2 separate regions of the Sus scrofa genome follow, and region 1 is linked to region 2. The links are chromatin contacts, called in public HiChIP or PLAC-seq maps. All regions are on one chromosome and are shown on one strand. The core of a region is the stretch at or near the end of the contact, and the rest is flanking DNA. Distances in the headings are between cores, read along the strand shown. Region 1 has its middle 54 kb from the start of C1H18orf63. Region 2 holds the start of CNDP1 (carnosine dipeptidase 1).

The links. HiChIP or PLAC-seq counts read pairs in DNA pulled down with a chosen protein or histone mark.
Region 1: a contact with region 2 is called in an H3K27ac HiChIP or PLAC-seq map of alveolar macrophages. The contact joins the enhancer-like site here to the promoter of CNDP1 in region 2.

The regions. Positions count from the first base shown.
Region 1 is chr1:149,668,455-149,673,851 of Sscrofa11.1, reverse strand. No RefSeq gene overlaps it. Among named protein-coding and RNA genes, the nearest start is that of C1H18orf63, 54 kb to the left of the region's middle. Within about 2 kb of position 3,836, at least 6 of the 83 cell types and tissues checked have an H3K27ac peak or open chromatin away from gene starts, as enhancers often do. A contact at or near this core is called in alveolar macrophages, where this site is marked.
Region 2 is chr1:149,550,338-149,555,287 of Sscrofa11.1, reverse strand. It overlaps CNDP1 (carnosine dipeptidase 1), which reads left to right and starts at 3,276. Exons shown (of 12, transcript NM_001290324.1): 1 at 3,276-3,295.

The sequences.
Region 1 (5,397 bases), core at 2,587-5,086, 120 kb before region 2:
CGAAAAGCTGGTTCTTTGAAAAGATCAACAAAATTTATAACCCCCTAGCCAGACTTATCAAGCAAAAAAGAGAGAGGACTCTAATCAATAAAATTAGAAATGAAAAAGGAGAAGTAACAACGGACATGACAGAAATACAAAGGATCATAAGAGACTACTATATGCAACTATATGCCAATAAAATGGAAAACCTAGAAGAAATGGACAAATTTTTATAAAAGTACAATCTTCCAAGACTAAACCAAGATGAAATAGAAAAGATGAATGGACCCATCACAAGAACTGAAATTGAAACTGTGATTAGAAAACTTCCAACAAACAAAAGTCCAGGACCAGATGGCTTCACAGGCGAATTCTATCAAACATTTAGAGAAGAGCTAACACCTCTCCTTCTGAAACTGTTTCAAAAAATTGCAGAGGAAGGGATACTCCCAAACTCATTCTATGAGGCCACTGTCACCCTGGTACCAAAACCAGACAAAGACACCACAAAAAAAGAAAACTACAGGCCAATATCACTGATAAACATCGATGCAAAAATCCTCAACAAAATACTAGCAAACCACATCCAACAATACATTAAAAGGATTGTACATCATGATCAAGAGGGATTTATCCCAGGGATGCAAGGGTTCTTCAATATCCACAAATCCATCAGTGTGATACACCACATTAACAAACTGAAGAATAAAAATCACATGATCCTCTCAATAGACGCAGAAAAAGCCTTTGACAAAATCCAACACCCATTTCTGATAAAAACCCTTCAGAAAGTGGACATAACGGGAACCTACCTCAACATGATAAAGGCCATGTACGACAAACCCACAGCGAACATCATTCTCAATGGTGAAAAGCTGAACAAATTCCCACTGATATCAGGAACAAGACAAGGATGGCCACTCTCACCACTACTCTTCAACATAGTTCTGGAAGTCCTAGCCACAGCAATCAGAGAAGTAAAAGAAATAAAAGGAATCCAAATTGGAAAGGAAGAAGTAAAACTATCGCTATTTGCAGATGACATGATACTATACCTAGAGAATCCTAAAGACTCTACCAGAAAACTGTTAGAGCTTATCCACGAATTTGGCAAAGTCACAGGATACAAAATTAATACACAGAAATTGACTGCATGGCTATATACTGACAATGAAAGATCAGAAAGAGAAATCAGGGAAGCAATCCCGTTTACCATCGCATCCAAAAGAATAAAATACCTAGGAGTAAACCTACCTAAAGAAACAAAAGACCTGTACTCTGAAAACTACAAGCCACTGATGAAAGAAATCAAAGATGACACAAAGAGATGGAAAGATATACCATGCTCGTGGATTGGAAGAGTTAATATTATCAAAATGACTATACTACCCAAGGCAATATTCAGATTCAATGCAATCCCTATCAAATTACCAAGGACATTTTTCACAGAACTTGAACAAAATATTTTGAAGTTTGTTTGAAAGTACAAAAGACCCAGAATAGCCAAAGACATCCTGAAAAAGAAAAATGGAGCTGGAGGAATCAGGCTCCCAGACTTCAGACTATACTACAAAGCAACAGTCATCAAAACTGCATGGTACTGGTACAAAGACAGACATATAGATCAGTGGAACAGGATAGAAAGGCCAGAATTAAACACATGCACTTACAGCCAACTAATCTATGACAAAGGAAGCAAGACTATACAATGGAGAAAGGACAGCTTGTTCAATAAGTGGTGCTGGGAAAACTGGACAGCCACATGGAAAAGAATGAAATTGGAACACTCCCTAACACCATACACAAAATTAAACTCCAAATGGATTAAAAGACCTATATATAAGACCAGACACTATCAAACTCTTAGAGGAAAACATAGGCCAAACCCACTCTGACATAAACGACAGCAACATCTTCTCAGATCCACCTGTCAAAGTATTGACAATAAAAAGAAAAATAAACAAATGGGACCTACTCAAACTTCAAAGATTCTGCACAGCAAAGGAAACCCTAAACAACACAAAAAGACAACCCATAGAATGGGAGAAAATCTTTGCAAGTGAATTGACTGACACAGGATTAATCTCCAAAATTTATAAACAACTTCTGCAGCTCCATACCAAAAAAACAAACAACCCCATCAAAAAATGGGCAGAAGATCTAAACAGACAATTCTCCAAAGAAGACATACAGATGGCCGAGAAACACATGAAAAGATGTTCAGCGTCACTCATTATTAGAGAAATGCAAATCAAAACCACAATGAGGTAGCACCTTACGCCAGCCAGAATGGCCATCATCCAAAAGTCTACAAACAAGAAGTGCTGGAGAGGGTACGGAGAAAAAGGAACCTTAGTACACTGTTGGTGGGATTGTAAATTGGTGCAACCACTGTGGAAAGCAGTATGGAGATTCCTCAGAAAACTAAAAATAGAACTACCATTTGATCCAGCAGTCCCACTCCTGGGGCATCTATCCAGAGAAAACCATGACTGGAAAAGACACATGAACTCCAGTGTTCATTGCAGCACTATTTACAATAGCCAAGACGTGGAAACAACCTAAATGTCCATCGACAGAGGAGTGGATCCAGAAGATGTGGTACATATACACAATGGAAGATTACTCATCCATCAAAAAGAACGGAATACCAGCATTTTTAGCAACATGGATGGACCTAGACACTATCATGCTAAGTGAAGTCAGCCATACAATGAGACACCAACATCAAATGCTTTCACTGACATATGGAATCTGAAGAAAGGACAGACAGAACTTCTTTTCAGAACAGATGCTGACTCACAGACATTGAAAAAACTTAATGGTCTCCAGAGGAGACAGTTTTGGGGGTGGGGGATGTGCTTGGGCTGTGGGATGGAAATCCTGTGAAATCAGATTGTTATGATCATTATACAACGACAGATGTGATAAATTCATTTGAGTAATAAAAAAAATGGAAAAAAAATTACAGCAGGGGAGTGGGATGGACTGGGAGTTTGGGTTTAGTAGATGCAAACTATTAACTTTAGAATGGATAAGCAATGTGGTCCTACTGTACAGCACAAGGAACTATATCCAATCTCCTGGGAGAAGAATATAAGAAAAAGAATGTATACATATACATATATATATATATATATATATATATATGTATGTATTTATGACTGTGTCACTTTGCTATACAGCAGAAATTGCACAATATTGCAAATCAACTACACTTTAACAAAAATTTTTTAAAAATCACAGCATATCCACAAAATGGAAGGTTTTAAAAATTACTTTTGGGGGTCATAATTTACATAGACAAAAGCAATATACGAAAAACATACACTTGAATTTTGAAAAGGAAAATATTCATCTATATTCCATGTGCAAAAACTTATGAAAGAAAATGCATCAGAACATTACCAAAAAAAGACATTATCAGTGGTTACGCTGTGTATTGTTTGGGGAGATCCATTTCTTTATATACATTTTTAAATGCCCAAATTGTCCATAATAAACATGAATTATTTATATTGTGGAAAAGACAATTCATGTTATTTTAGAAAATAGAAAAAAAGGAAAAAAATAGATGGAATAAGACACAGCATTTTCTCTTTCGGCCAGACAGCCATTTCCATTTGCTTGCTCTATGCAAAAAATATCATGGGAGTGATACTATTTAAATTTAGGTTAATTCCACTTTGGTTTTCCTTTATTATTCTTATCTGTTTCACCTTCTTCATGACATTAGACATGTTTCATTCGAACATGTGCCAAGTTATTGCTTATGCTCTTTCTAGGGCATTAGGCAATCACCCAGATCCTTCTAAATAGTCCTTCCAAAGAATCATGACAGGAACACTGCCAGAGAACTTCACCCAGTACTTCTCATGACAGGAAGATGATGAAATGGGAGGGCCCCGAAGCCTTATAGGGAGTCCCAGTAACTCATTTAATTGAGAAATTGTAGTTTCAAGTAGTAGAAACCACAAGAGCAGATCGGCTTTCTCAATCGTGAATATTTATGTAACTGCTGGAGCCAGGGTAAGTATATGCTTCCCAGGAACCACATGGATCCCCAAAGAGAATTCAGGGCCATTGTTAAACTGGAAGAATAAGTGGATGCTGGGGAAAAAACCAATGTTGACTGAAAGCTGTAATCCCCAAGTCATGACCTCATTGACTTGTAACCACAAACCTGGTGGTCATATTTCTACTAAAATAGGTTTTCACTCATTTGTCAAATATTTAGTTTGCTCCTACTATGTTCCAGGAATTGTGTTAGTGGCCAGATATACAATATCAGATGTAGAAGACTTCATCTAGTCTCCCCCAAGCAGTCAGGAAAAAGAGGCAATTAAATGGGTGATAAAGAGATGTTAAATGCTACCACAAAGGAAGTACAATGAGCTATAGTAGAAGCTATCTATAGCAGCAGCAGGGCTTCCAGAAAGAAGAGAAGTTTAAGGTAGGATTTTTCCATGTGTGGAAGCTAATAATGTGGCCTGGAGGTAAAAGAGTGGTCTAGGAACATGTCTGAAAAGACCCAGAGGAAGGTATGATAACTCTAAGAAACTCAAGAAGATCAGTGAGGCTGGAATGCAAGGAGGAAGTAATGAGAGATGCTGCTGAACAGAAGAAATAGAAGATCTGGGGTGAGAGGAAGGCAAGACTGGATATGGAGATCTGTTAGGAGGCTGAGATAGCATGATGGAGAGAAGTAAACTAAGAAATATTTAGGAAGTAGAACTGACGGGACTTAGTGATTAACAAATGTGGTGTAAGCTTAGAATACTGATGCTAGGTCTTTCTCTTTTCTAATATAATGTCCCTCAAAGCACTGATTTAGCTGCATCTCATAATTTTGACTTGTGATTTCATCTTTTTCAGTTTAAAATACTTCCATATTTCTATTTAGAAGTTTAATTTCCAAATATTTATGATGTTTTCAGATGTTTTTCTGTTATTGCTTTCTAGTAATTCTGCTATGGTCATTTATTTTAAATTTACTTAGACTTGTTTTCTAGACTGGTAATTGGTGTATGTACTGAGCCACCCAAAGCCCAGTCAATTCTTTTCCCTTTTTATGTGGCCATACCTTGCCATTCTGACTTTTCCTTCTTTCTCTTTTTTCTTTTTCAATGGTCTCTCCTCTAGTGCAGAGAAGTGAAGAGAAGGTCAGGCCTGCATGGATTTCTTGCAGACTGGGGATCTTTTCTCAACATTGCCTTTGAGGAACAATGCATTAACATCACAAAAGTAAGCAATAATTTTAACATTGGCACATTGAAGTGTAAATCCATATTTGGGAAAGAAAATTACTCTAAAGAAGCACAATCTGCAGAAAAGTGACTCTAACCACAATAATTATACCCTTTATATTATTATGCAGAGGAGTTTAGCTCCTTGGAGCCAGAGCCACATGGTTTC
Region 2 (4,950 bases), core at 2,027-4,526:
GTGCAGGATATAGGTTTTTTAAAGTTATTTTAAAAGTCACATAGGGGTTGCTGATTAAGCTTTTATTCTGACCTTACTAGGCATTTAACAATCATTAGCATTTGAGGAAGCTTGGCCTCTGCTATATATGCATAGCATCTGGAGAATCACCATTGTGCTTCTGCAGATGGCCTATCTGCAGCAACCCAGGGCGGGGCGTGCCTAGGTTTGCACCTTGGTTGTCCTTGCTGATGCATATCCTGCCAAACCCCTCATAAACCCCTTGGGGCCATGAGACTCCTCTTTCTTTTATTCTTAAGAGGATGTATCATGCTGTGCAAATGGAGTGCCCATCTGCACAGGTCCTTTGTACCTAGACCAATGCATTATGTCTTCATTCAGCTGACCCTATGAATAACTTATGCCTTTAGGTCTTGGTGCTTAAGCTTAAGTCATTCACCAGCACTGGGATGGTTTTTCAAGCAGGAAGATGGGGTAAAGTAAAGCAGGACAAGATGGAGTTTTCAGCAAAAAGGCTAGGAAAATATTGTAGAAACATGTCTCATGACAGTGGGATGCAAGGGGGTCCCTGTGAGGTTGCAGTGGCTGGTGTGGCTTTGCTCATGACGACCTTAAAGGCTGGAATGCTTTGGATGGTGAGAGGAGCAAAGGAGCCTGAAGGCAGGAAGACAGATGAGCAAAGTCCCCTTGTGGGTTTTCAGGAACTGGAGGCTCTTGAGACTGCCAGGAGGAAAATGTCTGCCCAGATTTAAAACTTGCTTTTCCCCTTGTTTGTGTTTACAGCTGCAATAGTTTTACTAGTAAACAAATTCTGCATTTTTATTTATTTATTTTTATTTTTTTTGGTTTGTTTTTTGTTGTTGCTATTTCTTGGGCCGCTCCCGCGGCATATGGAGGTTCCCAGGCTAGGGGTCGAATCGGAGCTGTAGCCACCGGCCTACACCAGAGCCACAGCATCGCGGGATCCGAGCCGCATCTGCAACCTACACCACAGCTCACGGCAACGCCGGATCGTTAACCCACTGAGCAAGGGCAGGGACCGAACCCGCAATCTCATGGTTCCTAGTCGGATTCATTAACCACTGTGCCACGACGGGAACTCCCAAATTCTGCATTTTTAATACAGTGTTGAAATAGAACTAGTTAATTAGTGAAAAATCAACTACTGTTGGAGTCCTTCAAGACTATGCAAGTAATTATTCACTAAACGTCGCCTGGATCAGATTCTGTTCTGTGCCAGGCATGCTAGGCTTATGGGGACCTGGGACACAGGAAGACACAGTCTGGGCCTTCATGTAGCTTTTGTTCAAGAGAGTCAGATGGATAATTGTTAAGTAAACAAGTAGTAGGGTATTAGTGACAGGAGACCAAAAGGCAGACTGTACTGGGTCAGCTAATGGTGCCCAAAACCACGTCCTCCTGGAACCTCCAAATTTGCCTTACTTGGAGGTAGGGTCTTTGTAGATATAATTAGTTAAAATCAGGTCACACTGGTTGGGTGGTCCCTAAGCCTAGTGTCCTTCTAAGAAGAGGCTGAGAGACACCTGGGGGAGGACAGGTGAAGACAGAGGCAGAGGGAGCAGGACTGCCCACTGCCCCAGGGTTGGGGGGAGCAGGAAGATCCTCCCCTGGAAACTTTCAGGGACTATAGCCCTCCTGACCCGTTGAGTCCTAACTTCTGGCCCCCAAAACTCTGAGCCTTTGAATTCCTGGTGTTTTGCCTACATCACCAAAGTCGCCTGTGGTAGTACTGCCAGGAGGAGGCCCAGCCTGGAGTTCCTCCTTCCCTTCGTCCCTTGGATCTTGTATCCAGTCAAGAAGGTGCTATAGCCCAAGCTTTGAAATCAAGTTTGTTGGTGAGCTTCAGCTTTATAAGACTTGAGAGAGGATCTAGGTAATTAAAGGTTTCTTGGAAGCTGACATGTTGTCTGGTGACATCTCCATTGTCCTACTGGACTGGTCCTGCCAGAACTCTGCCCTCCTCTCCCGACTCCCTAGCTCTGCTCCTCTCCAGCCTCCCCTGCTGCCTTGAATCTGGGTCTCCCCACCTCTTAGGTCTACTGACCACACCTCTCCCCTCCCCCTCTCCATTGTTCTGCTGCTTGAACTCTCTGATTCCAGCTCTTGTTTCCTAAGATGGGTCACTGCAGTATTTTAGATTTATCCTGTTAACACTCTTTATGCAAAAATCCCTCAAAAGAGATCGAAAAGAAGGAAAAGAGGGCAGAAGCTCTGGTCGGAGGTCAACTCAGGAATGTGGAGCTGGGGATGGACACCCTGCCCTCAAGACCAAAGACCTGGGTTTCATGGGTGAATTCAGTGGAACACACTCAGTGCTGATGCTGGTCTTATTGTTTACTACTCTTCTCTCTCTCATTCTGAGGCTGTGGGGGCCCATCTGCAAGAGAAACAGCAGGAGTCTCTGGCTGGTTCGTTCACCACTTTTCTGGGTGTTTGTCATCATGCTGCTGATGGTTCCAGATGACAGAGGCTTGGGAAACACTGAGCTGCTGTTAGGAGAGGCCCAGGGCCCTGGCCAGAGCAGAGGGAGGAACACAGATGGAAGAGTCCTTGGGTGACACGGCTTCCCTACAGCCCAGCTTTCCCCCACAGGGCTGGTACAACCTTCTGCTGCCTCCTCTGCAGGCCCAGGACTGCAGGCAGCCAAGAATGCCCCTGGCCATCAGGCGGGGTCTTTGCCACCAGGGATCTGTCCAGCCTGGGCCTGGAAGGGCCAGCAGGTGCCTCGGGAACAGGACGGTGGCACATGGCCGTGCCTCTGGCCAGCGACCCCAGTCCTCCTCCAACCCCTGCTTCTCCTGGCCTCTGCCCTCTGCAGCTCTGCACACCTGTCCCCAGCCACCCATGCGGTGTGCAGAGTCACTTCTGCTTCTGGGACTGAGGCCCAGCCAAGCTCTTCTTTGGGGTTGACTCTCCTGTCACCTCCAGCCAGTGGATGCTGGAGAAGCTGGGGGTTCTGGGGAGTTTCTGGGGAATTCTGCTCCTTGGCCCTGGCTGGTGTCCAGGCTACCCTTGGAAAGCCACTCCCTCACCAGCTGGAGGAATTAGCTAGTCTCTGCAGGAGTCGCTGGACTCAGTTCAGCGCCTGCAGCGGAATTAACACAATCCAGAAAAGCCCTTTTTTTTTTTTTTGGTTTGGAATATTTATTCCTGTCATAGTGAGATAAACAAAGCTAATAAAAGATTTTTTTCCCCTGAATTGTAAAATTCATCACAGCGGACAAGGGCAGAGCAACCTCTGTAAAACAATCACCTGGGACTCTAGAAGACTTGGGTAAGTAGAGTTCTTGGCACCTGGTAGTTAAGTTTCTTATGGATGGAAGAGGGTCTGCCTGATGCACCATTGTGTGTCTGCAGAGAGCTGCCCTGCCTGGGCCATGGGGGTGGGAGGCAAGAATCCTTTCACTTTCTGTGCTTTATTCAATGTCAGAAACTAATACCAACTGCAAACAAGGCAGGAGTGGGTTTTATCATTAGCTGACCCCACTCCAGCCTCCTTTTGAGATGCCTGCTGTTTTCAGGGCAGGAGACAGAAGTGTCATTGGATGAGGTGGCCAGTGGGGACTTCAAGGCCACTGACTGTCAGCTGAGCTCTCAGATCCTCTCACTTTCTCCAATGGTGGTTGGAGCAGGGAGAGAACAGAGAACACTGAGGCCTCCCCTCCTGGCTACACCACAGAGGTGTGGTCGTGACTTTGAGAAGTGTTTACATTTAAATAAGACTCAGCACAGGGGCCCTTGGAACTTCTGCTGCCAATCTAAGAACAACTGGCTGGAATTAACAGGAGGCTCCAAGGAGCTATCTATCCCGGTTTCCTCTGGGTCCTGCAACACAGGGATGGGCCACCTGGCCCTCCAGGAAGACACTAAGACCTGTGTTTGCAGCTCTGCTCCCTGACCCCCACCCTCACCTTCCCCAGCAACTTGCTCCTTTCAGCCAAGGCCAAGGCCAGGAACACCCTTTCCAAATCCCTAGGTTTCTATGGGTGATTTGTTCAGGTCAAGCATGAATGACTAGAACACAAGAGAACAAAGAGAAAGATGAAGGAAAAACTCCAGGGGTGAGGGGTGATGGGGGGGTGCAGGCCAGTGGGCAGGGCTTCACCCCCAGGAACAAGCCATTGTAGGAGAAAATGTCCCAATAAAATGTAGAAAGGAGAGACTCCAGCCATGATGACTAAGCAAAGTCTAGCCAACTGCCCCAACCAGTCCTCCCCCATGCATCTGCTTCCGCATCTACTACCTTGCCTGACGTCACTCCAGTCCAACTAGTCAAGCTTGGACCTGGAAGGCGTAGCCCATAAAAGCCTTGTGAAACCCTTCTTCCGGGCTCAGACTCTGGAGAGCGATCTTGTCTGAGCATGCCTGCGTAATAAACCTGAGTTCTCCAACTCTGAGTGCTCGCTTGGTCTCTTGCCGGGTAAAAGAGCTGATCCACTACGGCCACAGAGCTACTGGAGCTGGTACGGGGCTGTCGCCAGAGCTGATACGCTGCAGCACAGGGCTGCTGGGTATGTGCCGTAACACCATAAGAAGCTCCACCCTCCAGTGCCCTTCCCTCAGGAAGAATGGTCAGACCTCACAACCTAAGTTTTCCTTCCCCTCCTGTGGCTTCCTTTTCCCCTTCAGATTTTCCTTTCATATATCATTGAAGAGGTGCACCAAATCATTTTTTTTTTTTGTCTTTTGTCTTTGTTGTTGTTGTTGTTGTTGCTACTTCTTGGGCCGCTCCCGCGGCATATGGAGGTTCCCAGGCTAGGGGTTGAATCGGAGCTGTAGCCACCGGCCTACGCCAGAGCTACAGCAACGCGGGATCCGAGCCGCGTCTGCAACCTACACCACAGCTGACGGCAACGCCGGATCCTTAACCCACTGAGCAAGGGCAGGGACCGAACCCGCAACCTCATGGTTCCTAGTCGGATTCATTAA